2 separate regions of the Mus musculus genome follow, and region 1 is linked to region 2. The links are chromatin contacts, called in public Hi-C maps. All regions are on one chromosome and are shown on one strand. Each heading gives the region's core, a stretch centred on a gene start, on an enhancer-like site or on the middle of the called end of the contact. The rest is flanking DNA. Distances are from core to core; before and after follow the strand shown. Region 1 has its middle 50 kb from the start of Cdh7. Region 2 holds the start of Serpinb8 (serine (or cysteine) peptidase inhibitor, clade B, member 8).

The links. Hi-C and Micro-C count contacts between places; a contact is called where the count stands out from the background.
Region 1: a contact with region 2 is called in a Hi-C map of cerebellar granule neurons, with 1.7 times the contacts expected there. The contact joins the enhancer-like site here to the promoter of Serpinb8 in region 2. A contact is called at or near these places in 1 of 39 promoter capture datasets (hippocampal neurons) and 2 of 484 Hi-C or Micro-C datasets (cerebellar granule neurons and cerebellum).

The regions. Positions count from the first base shown.
Region 1 is chr1:109,930,419-109,936,255 of GRCm38.p6, reverse strand. No RefSeq gene overlaps it. Among named protein-coding and RNA genes, the nearest start is that of Cdh7, 50 kb to the left of the region's middle. Within about 2 kb of position 3,420, at least 2 of the 459 cell types and tissues checked have an H3K27ac peak or open chromatin away from gene starts, as enhancers often do. A contact at or near this core is called in cerebellar granule neurons and cerebellum, where this site is marked.
Region 2 is chr1:107,587,982-107,593,549 of GRCm38.p6, reverse strand. Serpinb8 (serine (or cysteine) peptidase inhibitor, clade B, member 8) reads right to left here and starts at 3,544. Exons shown (of 7, transcript NM_011459.4): 1 at 3,263-3,544.

The sequences.
Region 1 (5,837 bases), core at 2,171-4,670, 2.3 Mb before region 2:
CTCCATGTAGAAGTTCCTCTTTCTTGGGTACTCAGTAACAAAGTCCATCACCTCCCTCAAATATTAATTCAAAATTGCCTCTCCATCAGATAGATGGACAGCGCTGGTTAAGTCATGGTTAAGTTCTGATTTTATTTCTAGGAGTACTAATTTTCTTTTTTTTTTAAAAGATTTATTTATTTATTTATCTTATGTATATGAGTACACACTGTAGCTGTACAGGGAGTTGTGAGCCTTCATCTGGTTGTTGGGAATTGAATTTAGGACCTCTGCTTGCTCTGGTGCTCTGGTTGGTCCCACTTGCTCCAGCCCAAAGATTGATTGATTGATTGACTGATTGATTGATTGATTTACAGTGTAAGTACACTGTAGCTGTTTTCAGCGCACAAGAAGAGGGTGTCAGGTATCATTAAGGATGGTTGTGAGCCACCATTGGTTGCTGGGATTTGAACTCAGGACCTTCGGAAGAGCATTCATTGCTCTTGCTCACTGAGTGATCTCAAGAGCCCTGGAGTACTAATTTTCTTAAATTTTTTTAATAAAAAAACATGTTATTATTAAGATTGTATTACATATAAGAATAAAATGCAGCAAAGATAAGTTGACTGAAAAATTAAGGTTAATTTTTGGTCAAAACATACTAAAATATCCTTGGCGTTTTGCACTCATTGTATTTTCACAGCTCTCCCTAATATTCAGTCCACCCATAAATATCCCTGTGTAGCTTGCCACACTACTTCAGCTGTGAGCAATGTTTTAGGTATTTAAATGAAAGACAGTTGGTTATATGAAGAAGAGAGAAAACATTTCAAGAGAGACTTCCTTGAAACTAGCATGATGCTACTTCATTGCTTCACTACAGAAAGTGCTATTCAGAAACCTTTTATTTTTTTATTATTTTTTTATTTTTTTTAGCAAAGTTAGTAGTTAATACTCATCTTCTAAAAGGTTCAACAATTCTGAATCTTGGAGAAATTCTTACTGGATTTCATTTCTTTCAGAGAAAGCAGATGTATTTTTCTCCACAATAAGAAGAAATAAAAGCTACTGACAATTCAGAATTTTTAATTTTTTTGTGATGGAATATGGATTATTATCTCAACTAATTGTCATTGTTTTCTTTATAAAGCATGGTCCTATGCATAATGAGAAATGAAACTGGAACACGTTTAAAGAGAATTGGGAAGATAAGACTATGAAAATGAGTATTGTCAAATTGACAGCATTTAGAATTACCTGGTAGAAAAGCCACTATCCAACTGTACCTGTAGGGAATTACATGGACTACAGTGGTTAGTGAAGGAAGACCCAAAGTAATGGTGAATAAGTCTAGTCTCTAGTCTAAGGAATGGCAACTACAGGAAGTGCAGAAAGTGAACTGAGCAGAAGCAAGCATTCTATGTTCTCTGATTCTGATTATGGATTCAATGTGACCAGTTGTTCTTAGCTCCTGCCTTCCTTGACTTTCCTGCTGTGATGCACTGTTATCTTTGGGCAAAAATAAGCCCCTTCTTCCTTAAGTCAGAGTATTCTATCAGAGTGAGAGTAAACAAATGAGAACAATGACGATGACAATTTATTCTGTTTAAAAACTAAAACTATGGACTTAATTTTTGAAATCACTGGATTTATTTGTTTGAATATTTTTCCTAGCATAGATAATTAGAAATCATCTATATAGTTAGTACAAAGAATGCAAACAACTCTGCCCTTATTATCGACTACAACTTATGAGAACTAGAATTAAAATCAAAAGTTTATTATATCTACACAACTATAATTAAGATCTAGATTACATAATTTACAATGCACACAAAATAATAAAGAGAAGATAGCTGAGAAATGACAAAAAGGAAGTTAGAGTTGAGAAGTGTTAAAATGTAGAAAAGCAATAAGGACAAAGAATAGTTGGAAGATCTTAGTCACTTTGCTATAGAGAGCATTGGAAATAGTGATATCAGAAAAAAATGATGGCTTTTGGAAACATTAGTGTCTCCTTTATTTTATACTCTATTATTTTCACTTATTTATTTAATTTTAAGACAGGTTTTCATTCTGTGAACAATGCTCCCCTCAAACTTACAGTAATTATTTTACCTCCGCTTTGCACATGTTCCTCACTCTATCATTGTCAGGTGAGTAATCAATATTATTTACTTATTTTGAATAGAGACCTGTCTATCAAACTGACTGATAAAAATAACAAATAAAATATAAAAACAAAAACAAAAACATATAACTTATATTTTCTCATCGTTTCTGAGGACATTTTCAGATTGAATTCTTTTTAAGAAAAATGTTGCTATTGTGTGAATTTCTTTTACATTCAAGTACGTAACTGACAGAACTTGGTAAGTCTAAATTCAATAAAAAAATAAAGGCGATTTTCACATAAAGTCATTTTACTTTATGGTTGTTTTTTTGACACAGCAATTCAAATACTGCCCTATTAAAAGAAATAGAATAAGCAAGTAAAATCTAGCTTGTTCATATATATATATATATATATATATATTAGATTGATATACCAATTTCCCAGGCTTGGAAATATCTCTTTTATTTTATATTTTTAACTTTTGAGATTATGTTAATATTACATTTCTTACTTCCAAACCCTTCCATCCAGTATCCACCCTAATCTCTTCAAATTTATGGAAGCAAATGTAAACCATAAATCTTTCATGTAAAATGACTTTTCTTATATTACTACATCTATATGTCATTGTGTGTATAGAAATGTGTTCTTAAATATAAGCCACAGAGTGTGTATACTATTGCTTGTTTGTGTGTTTTCAGGGTTGAGCATAATTTGTAATGGAATTCAACTTGATTAAACAAATATATTTCCTTTGAAGTTATATCAAAAGAATTCTTAAGAAACTGAAGCTTGAAACATAGCTTGAGCAAATGTGAAAAGTAACATTCTTTTTATTTTATTTTATTTTATTTTATTTTATTTTATTTTATTTTATTTTTTTCTTGGTTTTTCTAGACAGGGTTTCTCTGTATAGCCCTGGCTGTCCTGGAACTCACTTTGTAGACCAGGCTGGCCTCAAACACCAAAATCTGCCTGCCTCTGTCTCCAGAGTGCTGACATTAAAGGTGTGTGCCACCAAGCCCGGCTGAAAAGTAACATTCTTATCAATGACTTTCTCAAAAAAATTATGTTTGGGAAAAATCTCTCTGAAGACCCTAAATTAAAACCAGTGTCCCTATACTCATTCCACCTTTTCAAACCTTACATCACGTAATGTAAAACATACTCAATAGCAGTATAGCTACAGGAAAATTGCTATCCTGTGGGCCGCCCAAACTCATAGATCTACACAGTAGGCAAAAGCATCCAAGCCCTGTTTGGCAGAGACGCTGGTCTCTCACCAGGGGGAGGTTATGGCACAGAACCAAAGCATATCTACACCATCTGCTTCTATTGGCAAAGCTCATGTCAGCTGCCAATTGTAATACTCAACTCAGTCCCAAAGGCCTTGTACTTCCTTTCAGGTTATTATAATATATTAAAGCTTTCAGTGTACTTATGCAGTTTGGTATTTTTGTATCATCTTAGGCATTGTTAAGAAAAAAATGGTTGAAACACAACATTTTATTTTAAAAATTTTAAGCATGAATATTTTACTTAAAATGTAAATTTTCTTGCAAAGTTTTTCATCTACTCTAGATAAAAACTTATATTAGAATAATTTATTTGGAAATTTTAGGATGTAATTTAAACATTAATATTTCAATGTTATTGTTTTAGAACCTTCTTTCGTTGCTTTACTTCTCCATCTTCTTGAATTTGTGAATAAACTTAAATGCTTTAGAGAGTGAACTTCTTATGCTGGTTGAATGTGAACCACAATTTTAGCTTCTCATAAACATTTCACTATAAATCACTCTAAAATGAAATGAGTGTAATACTCAAAATTATAACCTTTATTTCATATGTTAATAAAAATATAGATATATTACTTAATAACTTCCACGTCCAAACACTTCCACACGCCTCATTACCTCTCAAGTTAAGCCATAGTTATCACTACTACATACCCACAGAAACAGATAAATATATAAATACAGTATGCTGAATTTGGTATGTTCATGTATTTAGACCATTGCTATATGCTAAATAACTTACACTGAAGAATAGTATTACTGCCAGTTTTGATAAATTCATTGACTTATTAAAGAATCCTCCTCTAATTTAAAGTATGTCTTGATCTACTCACTCTTTGTGTACTTTCTTTGTGTCAATCACTACTCACGTAGCTTATTGTGATAATACATTGGGATATTATATTCTCGGGTCATCAAGACTACAGATTTTACCTCAACTTTTTTCCTACACAGTTAAGATTCTGGAAACAGAGTAATCACATTGCTGCTCTGATTTGACCTGTCAAAGTGCCTCCTGAGAAGTAGGAGCAGATTTGGGAAGTTGTGTAGAGCCAACATATGAAAACAAATAGAGTAAGATGTCTAGGAGATAGAAGGTAATATTTCCAGTTTCTTTTCTACAGCTAACACCATTTAAATATGTTGCAGTGAGAGAAAGAAACTTTAAGATGTGAAATTATAAAAGATTAGAAATGACTATATATGTATACATATATGTATACATATATAAATAAATTAAAATTTTAAGTATAAATTAACTCTGAAAAAATACAAAATAAATGATTTTCTTAAGTAAGAAGCAAAGAATAATTAAAAATTTATTTATAGTATATAGTCCATTATGTACTACTTTGAGTTAATTTTTTTCTCTAGAAAACAATTATGAAATGCAAAAATTTATAATGATTTACAAAACACATCACTTTATATTCTCAAGAGGAACAGCCTACAACACAATTATGAAATATTACTTTGAAATAAAGAGCTTTGTCGATCTCTTGAAAATTATGTGATTTTTATGATAGCATTAAAAATGTGTGCACTGGTCTGGGAAGATACACTCACTTTTAGTGTCTATGCTGAACTGGTTCTACAATACAAAATTCATATAATCTCAAAGTTTTTTATATCAAATGCTAAGTAGTAGTTCCATCAAATTAATACTATCTTTCATATTAATTGTAAATGACTTTAATACATAACATACTATACATGCTGTGGAAACCACTGGTATCAGCTGTTATTTAGGGAGCAATGACATTGATAAAAAAGATTTGTTATTGCCTAGTCCAATCATAACCTCTATTTGTTGTGGAACATGATTTCAAAGAGGCAATGAGTTGTGGTACAAGAACATGGCAATAAGAATTATTTTCCACAGAAGTCTATGAGTTTATTGCAGAATCTGTTAGTATGCTACATATGTAAAACCCTGAAGACCATGGAAGAGATCAACGACATAAGAACTGCTAACATTTACATTGTTGTCTTAAACTCACATTCCTCAAAATAAAGCAAAGTATATGAACTAAATTTAATCTGAGCCAAGAAAACAAGACTTACTTTGCATATATTATAATACTAGATGGTGAAACTACTATAGTTATATTGAAACAATTTAGGAAGTATGATACCTGTACAAAGAAGAGTAGCACACCAGAAAAATATAATATAGGATACAGAAATAAACCACAGAGCTACTGACATCTGATTCTTAGGAAAGGTACCAAAATCCTCCATTGCTCAAATTGCAGTCACCATAGCAATCATTGTGGGAAATCAAGATACCCAGATATAGAAAGTACAATGGGGTCCATACCCCTTAACCTATGCAAATAATCAAGCTACACTGTGAAGTAAGACATAGATCATTGATATTATGAGAGGGAAACAATTTAAGACATAGCAGGAGGCAATTCCTTTCTGAACAGGACTAGCAAAAA
Region 2 (5,568 bases), core at 2,295-4,794:
GGGGGGCATGTTCAGCTTGTGTTAGCAGGCCAAAAGAACAAAAAACTAGTGCATGAAACACAACTTTACATGCAATTGCTCTTAACTGCTAAATTCTAATTCTGAGTTTTTTCATGTGTCTTCTTCCTTCATGTCTCTACTTTGTCCCCGTTCCTTTTAAACACCCCAATGGTAGTCAGTAGCATATCATAGCCTATCAACTGCATATTGACACATGACCATGCACACACACACACACACACTGTCACACATAAACACACTCAACTGTACACACCCACAGTCATACAAACTCACACGCACACATTCACATGCTTGTAAACCATGGTCCTGCTTACAACAGAGGCAGGAGCTAGAAGACAATGTGACTCCCCATTACTTTTGTGTCTCAATTTCAGTTATACACAGAAGCTTTTGAGAAAGTAGGAATATCAAGCAAAAATATCTTGACTAGTAAATCTAAAGTGAAATTATTTTCAGTAAAATACTAAACAATAGCTTTAGGGTTCATTCTGAAACTAGACTATTCAGCTAATAAAATGAATAAGCATTTGGCTAACATTCATTTTACAAGTGGAGAAATGAGGACAGTGACAATTGAATGCTGTCTGGGGATTTACAGGAACACCAAGCCTTCCTCCTGCTCTGTGCGTGTGACACTATGCTTCTGCTGGGAGCATGCCACACTGTGTTCCTCCTCACGTGTGACAGATAAAGGCATTCACAGAGCACTTGTGCTACACTCTACTTTCATGGTTGTTGGAACACAGCCAAAAAAAAAAATGACCCATGGTGATGAACACTGCCTTGGAGGACTGGAAGAGATGTTCCAGGAAAAACGGGAGAAGGCCTTTTACCTTCAGTGCATTTGGTTCTCTGGATTGTTCTTAGACATGATTTTGTGCCTCCCTCATTAAACACTTACATTCAATTTATAAGACATGCTTATTCTTGTTGAACGTTGGAACATAGCTATAGAACCCAGTCTGGGGAAAGGACATACTGAATGCTTTTCTCAGTGTACCCTGAATCCGGATATGGCTTTCTGCCTTGCCTTCCTGCTTTCCTGGATATAATAGACAGTATATGCCAGGCAGTTGCATTTAAATTGGTCTGCCACCAGAAAGTTCTAGAAAAGGGTCTGAAGAGGCTCTAGGAGACTGGAGCATGGCTAACATGGTTCTGGCAGACCTTGACCTCCCCCCATTCTCTCTGCTTTGCTAAAAACCTTTAGATTATATTCATTTAGCTAGCCACCAAAGTCTAGTCCCTTATTTGGTCACTTGTTTCTCCCGAGGCTGCCCACCAAGGTCTATATATCAATGTATTGAAGTCCAGCAATCAAAAGCCTCCTTTTGGCTCACACGTGATCCATCTAAAAATGAGGTTTTCCTTTGTACCTTTATAGATCACTATTTGTCTATGGACTACATCTGTCTCTTCTCTATACAGAGGTTATACTTTGTCTATTTAGGGAAAATATTCTTTCCCCTCTCCCTTGTTCCCTTCCTCTTCCCCCTTGTCCTCTATCTTCTGTCTCCTGCCTTTATCCCTTATTCCTTGTCCTTTGTCCCTCTGAGGCAAGTAAATATCCTTTGTGCTGAAAATTTTGTCTTGGGGTACCTGTTGCCAACTTTGAGGTTCCTTTCAGGACTGCTCTATTAATACTTATTTTGTGCTTGCTGGTGTTTATTTACATGTTTTTCTGAACTCAACCAACCTTCCTTGAATCATTTTTTGCTTTGTTAACATTCTTGAAAAAGTACACTGAAACATGCTGTCTTCCCAAAGAAGCTGACTCTGACAACCTGAGTGGGAATTCTGAAGGTGGTAAAAAAGCAAAACTTCAGGCTGAGAAATTGGCAGGTACAAAAAAGAATGCAGCAGATCACATCTGTATGGTATTTAGGGGTGTGATCTATGTGGGATCCTGTGAGACACAAGGGGGAGATGAGTCTCTTTTGCTGAATTTGTGAGTATAAGCATAGACTGGGAGCTGGAAGCCATATAGAGTTTTTCTACCAAGCATGTTACATGTAGCTCTTGGGCTTGAAGAAAATGACACAGCTCACTATTGTGTGTGGAAAGGGGCTGGAGAGTCTTTTGGTAGGCCACCATGATGGACCAGTGAGTGTTGATACAGATGAAACCCTGGAGAAGTAGGAATTGTCAGACAGAGTGATGGCTGCACATTACAAAGAAGGGAGGAGTCCAGAATCAAAAATAAAGTTCCATGCTAAATGTTTACTTAGATTGGGTCAAGAATCTTAGCAAGTTCCTATGAAGAATTGGCTTGGAATGGGGAAGGTGATGCATTCCATTTGAGATGTGTGAGACACACCAGGTCATCTGAGGCTGTAAGGTGACAGCCAGTGTAGTTTGGAAATAAAGGTAGGGCTAGAGATGAGCAGACATTCCAAAGCAAGAGTTAGGGGCCCTGGGGATCTGGAATCCAAGACAACCTAAGCTAACAGATGAAATGGTTTAGATCCTATGAATGGTGGAGGTACTGTAAGAGAAGCCCACCTTACTCTAGGTGCTGTCCATGTAAAAGGAAGAGAGAGAAAACACAAATAAAACCAAAATCATGACCTCGGGATCAAGGAGTTATTGGGAGAAGCCGGAGGATATAACTGTGTGTTCCACAGATACACAGCCTAGATTAGGAGCCCATGATATGAGAAAGAGAGCCCTTGGGAAGAAGTCTGGACCTAAGGTGCAGAGCTGTAGGGCGGGTGCCTGAAAACTGGAAAGTGGGGAATTTAGCTGAAGAGCAACCATTACACAAGTTAAAGGATTGTAGGTAAAAAAGAACTGTTTCAAGTTGACAAGAAGTAATTAATAAACAAAAGATAAAAGAACTTTAAAAAGGAGGGGAGTGGCTAGTGGAGTGGATAGGTGGGTGGGAGAGAGAGGTCAGAGACAGGAAATAAAGAAGGCTTTAAGCTGCACAGTGGAGAGGACTTGTATTTCTGCCCCGAAGGAGCCAGCACTGCAAACAAGTGTGAGGCTCCAGGTAAATTCCGGACATGTTGCAGGTTGCTCCCTAGCCTTATTTTTGTACCCTTGGCTTCTCCCAGTCGCAGTTAGAAAAAGCTCCAGCGCTCCCTAAAGGAAATGAAAGCCCAGGGCTTGAAATAGCAAGTGTCAGGCGCCCAGCCAATCACTAGAAGCCGACAGCAGGTTTGCAACTCAGGGTGCCCATGCCTTCTGTCAGCTTTGCTGAGACACACCTGACCCCTAACAGCCCAACCGCACTTCTTACCTCTCTGTCACTGGAGTCCTCTGCTAACTCCTGGGCTCTTTAACTTTGGTGAGATCCTGGCCTTTCTCCTTCTTGGCTTCTGTCCAGGTTCTTCAGTGCCAGTATCTATCCTAGGCCCCCGGGGTCTGAGAGGTTTGAGAGCCTCTCCCACAGCTTCACCTTGAAGATACCTGCTGCTGTGGCTGATCCTGCTGCTATTCTTGCTTTGTGGATACTTAAAGTCTGTCCTGATCCTCCTGATCGGGGCAAGGCGCCTGTCGGGTGACTCAGAACATAATGCACAGACTTGAACACTCTGTGACTCACACTTCCCACAGTGGGATCTGGGAGGAGCCAGAGCCTGGCCAGGCAGCTTCTTGGGCAGGGGTGGAGTAGGTTGGGGGCTGGGAGGGTGGGAAGGTGGTGGGTGTCAGCTGACACTTGTATTTGTGTTTGATTATGTGAATGCAAGAGCCGGTTGGCAGTTGGAATTTAACTTTCAAAATTAACCAAAGGCAAACCAGGAATCGCAACTGCTCTCAGGGCAAAAGCAACTGTTTTGCTTGGCAACCTAGCTTTTGGCATGCATCCTCAAAATTAATCACATGATTATATGCTAAATGTTAATCACAAACAACTGTTGTAACACACACACTTTTTTTTAAAAGCAAGAAGGCTTGAAAATTAGGAATAAACACATTTTTTACTGCAAAAATTCATGTACTTTTTTGGAGACCTGAGTGGTTGTGTGTGCGTGTGCGTGTGCGTGTGCGTGTGCGTGTGTGTGTGTGTGTTTGTGTTTGTGTGTGTTTTAGTTGGATATTTTGACAATGATTTGAAGACCTGGTTTAATTTTGATTTATTAGTGACTGGATTGTTGGCTATACTGAAGAAAAGACATCTCAGGAACTGAGCTGATTAAAATGAAATGCAAGCTTTCTTTCTTAAGCCTTTACCCTTGGTTTTTAATTTCTACGCTAGCTCATTTGTTTGGTATTAAATATTCAAAATGTTAAGAACATTTTAAGAACACTGGACTTCTACTTGGAAGATCATTATGAAGGTTAGAAGGTAAATTTCCAAGCCTCCAAGACTTATGTGTTCTAGCCATCAAAGCATATGACCATGTGAAGATCAAGTAAGTTATTCTTAAGATGGTAACTACGGTTTCAAAGAACAGTTCATATCTCATTGACTGAACAAAAGAGCCTTTATCTGCTAGGGGATCAATTGTGCTTTTTAACAAAAGCATTCTCCATATATTCTTGGAGGCACTTAACCAACACAGAAAAGTTCAGCATACTTAGATTGGTGGCCCTTAAAAAACAAGAACTGAACAAGGATAACAACAATAGACATGCCAGAATAGAAGGGAATCTCCAACCCCACACAGAGAACTCCAGACAACTAATGAGCTCTGAAATGGGAGACTCTGCTCTGGGGAAGAGCCGACCATCTGGTCATTCAGAAACAGATGGTCAGCCCTGGAAACATACATATGAGTAACATATAGACTCAGCAGTTTGTCTTTTACATAGTTAGGAATATATATGTATGTACATATACACATGATAGTGGTGAAAGGAAAGAAATGGCTACAAATCTGAAAGAGAGCAGGGATGGTGTATAGGAGTTTTTGGATGGATAAAAGAAAGATAAGGGATAAATGATGTAATATCTCAAATAAAAATTATATTTTAAAATCTGCAAGTATGTGATTATTTCCTTTTAAAAACACTCATAGAAGCCTTGATGTTTACCAAAATAGGTTAGTAGTTGTTGGGCTACTTACACAACACATAATCATCTCTAATCATTGCTTTTGAATCACAGCAGTAATACTCAATGCCAATCTTCCCTTGCAGTGCCCTGCTGAGAGAACAGGAAAAGCTCTCAGCACTGTTCATCATAGAGCAGGGCTTCTCCCTCTGTGCCCATGCAGACTCCAAGCCAAGGTGCAGTACAAAACCATGTTTCTTGGTTCTAAAGTCTTTGGAGCTGTACTCTGCTTCTAGAAAGGGACTGGAAAGCCTAACATACAAGAAATATAGGCACAGACACTAAGATTGAGAGCATCATAACCATTTTGAAATGTAATCCTTGCATATATATATATATATATATGTATATATATATATGTGTGTGTGTGTGTGTGTGTATATATATATGTATATATATATATACATATATATATATATATATATATATATATATATATATATAAAATCACCACCACTACTAGTCAAAGTATTATTCCTAGGAAGTATTAAAAATGAACTGCAGCCCTTGCTTGCCTTTAAACCTAAGTAGAACAGATAGTCCCAAGG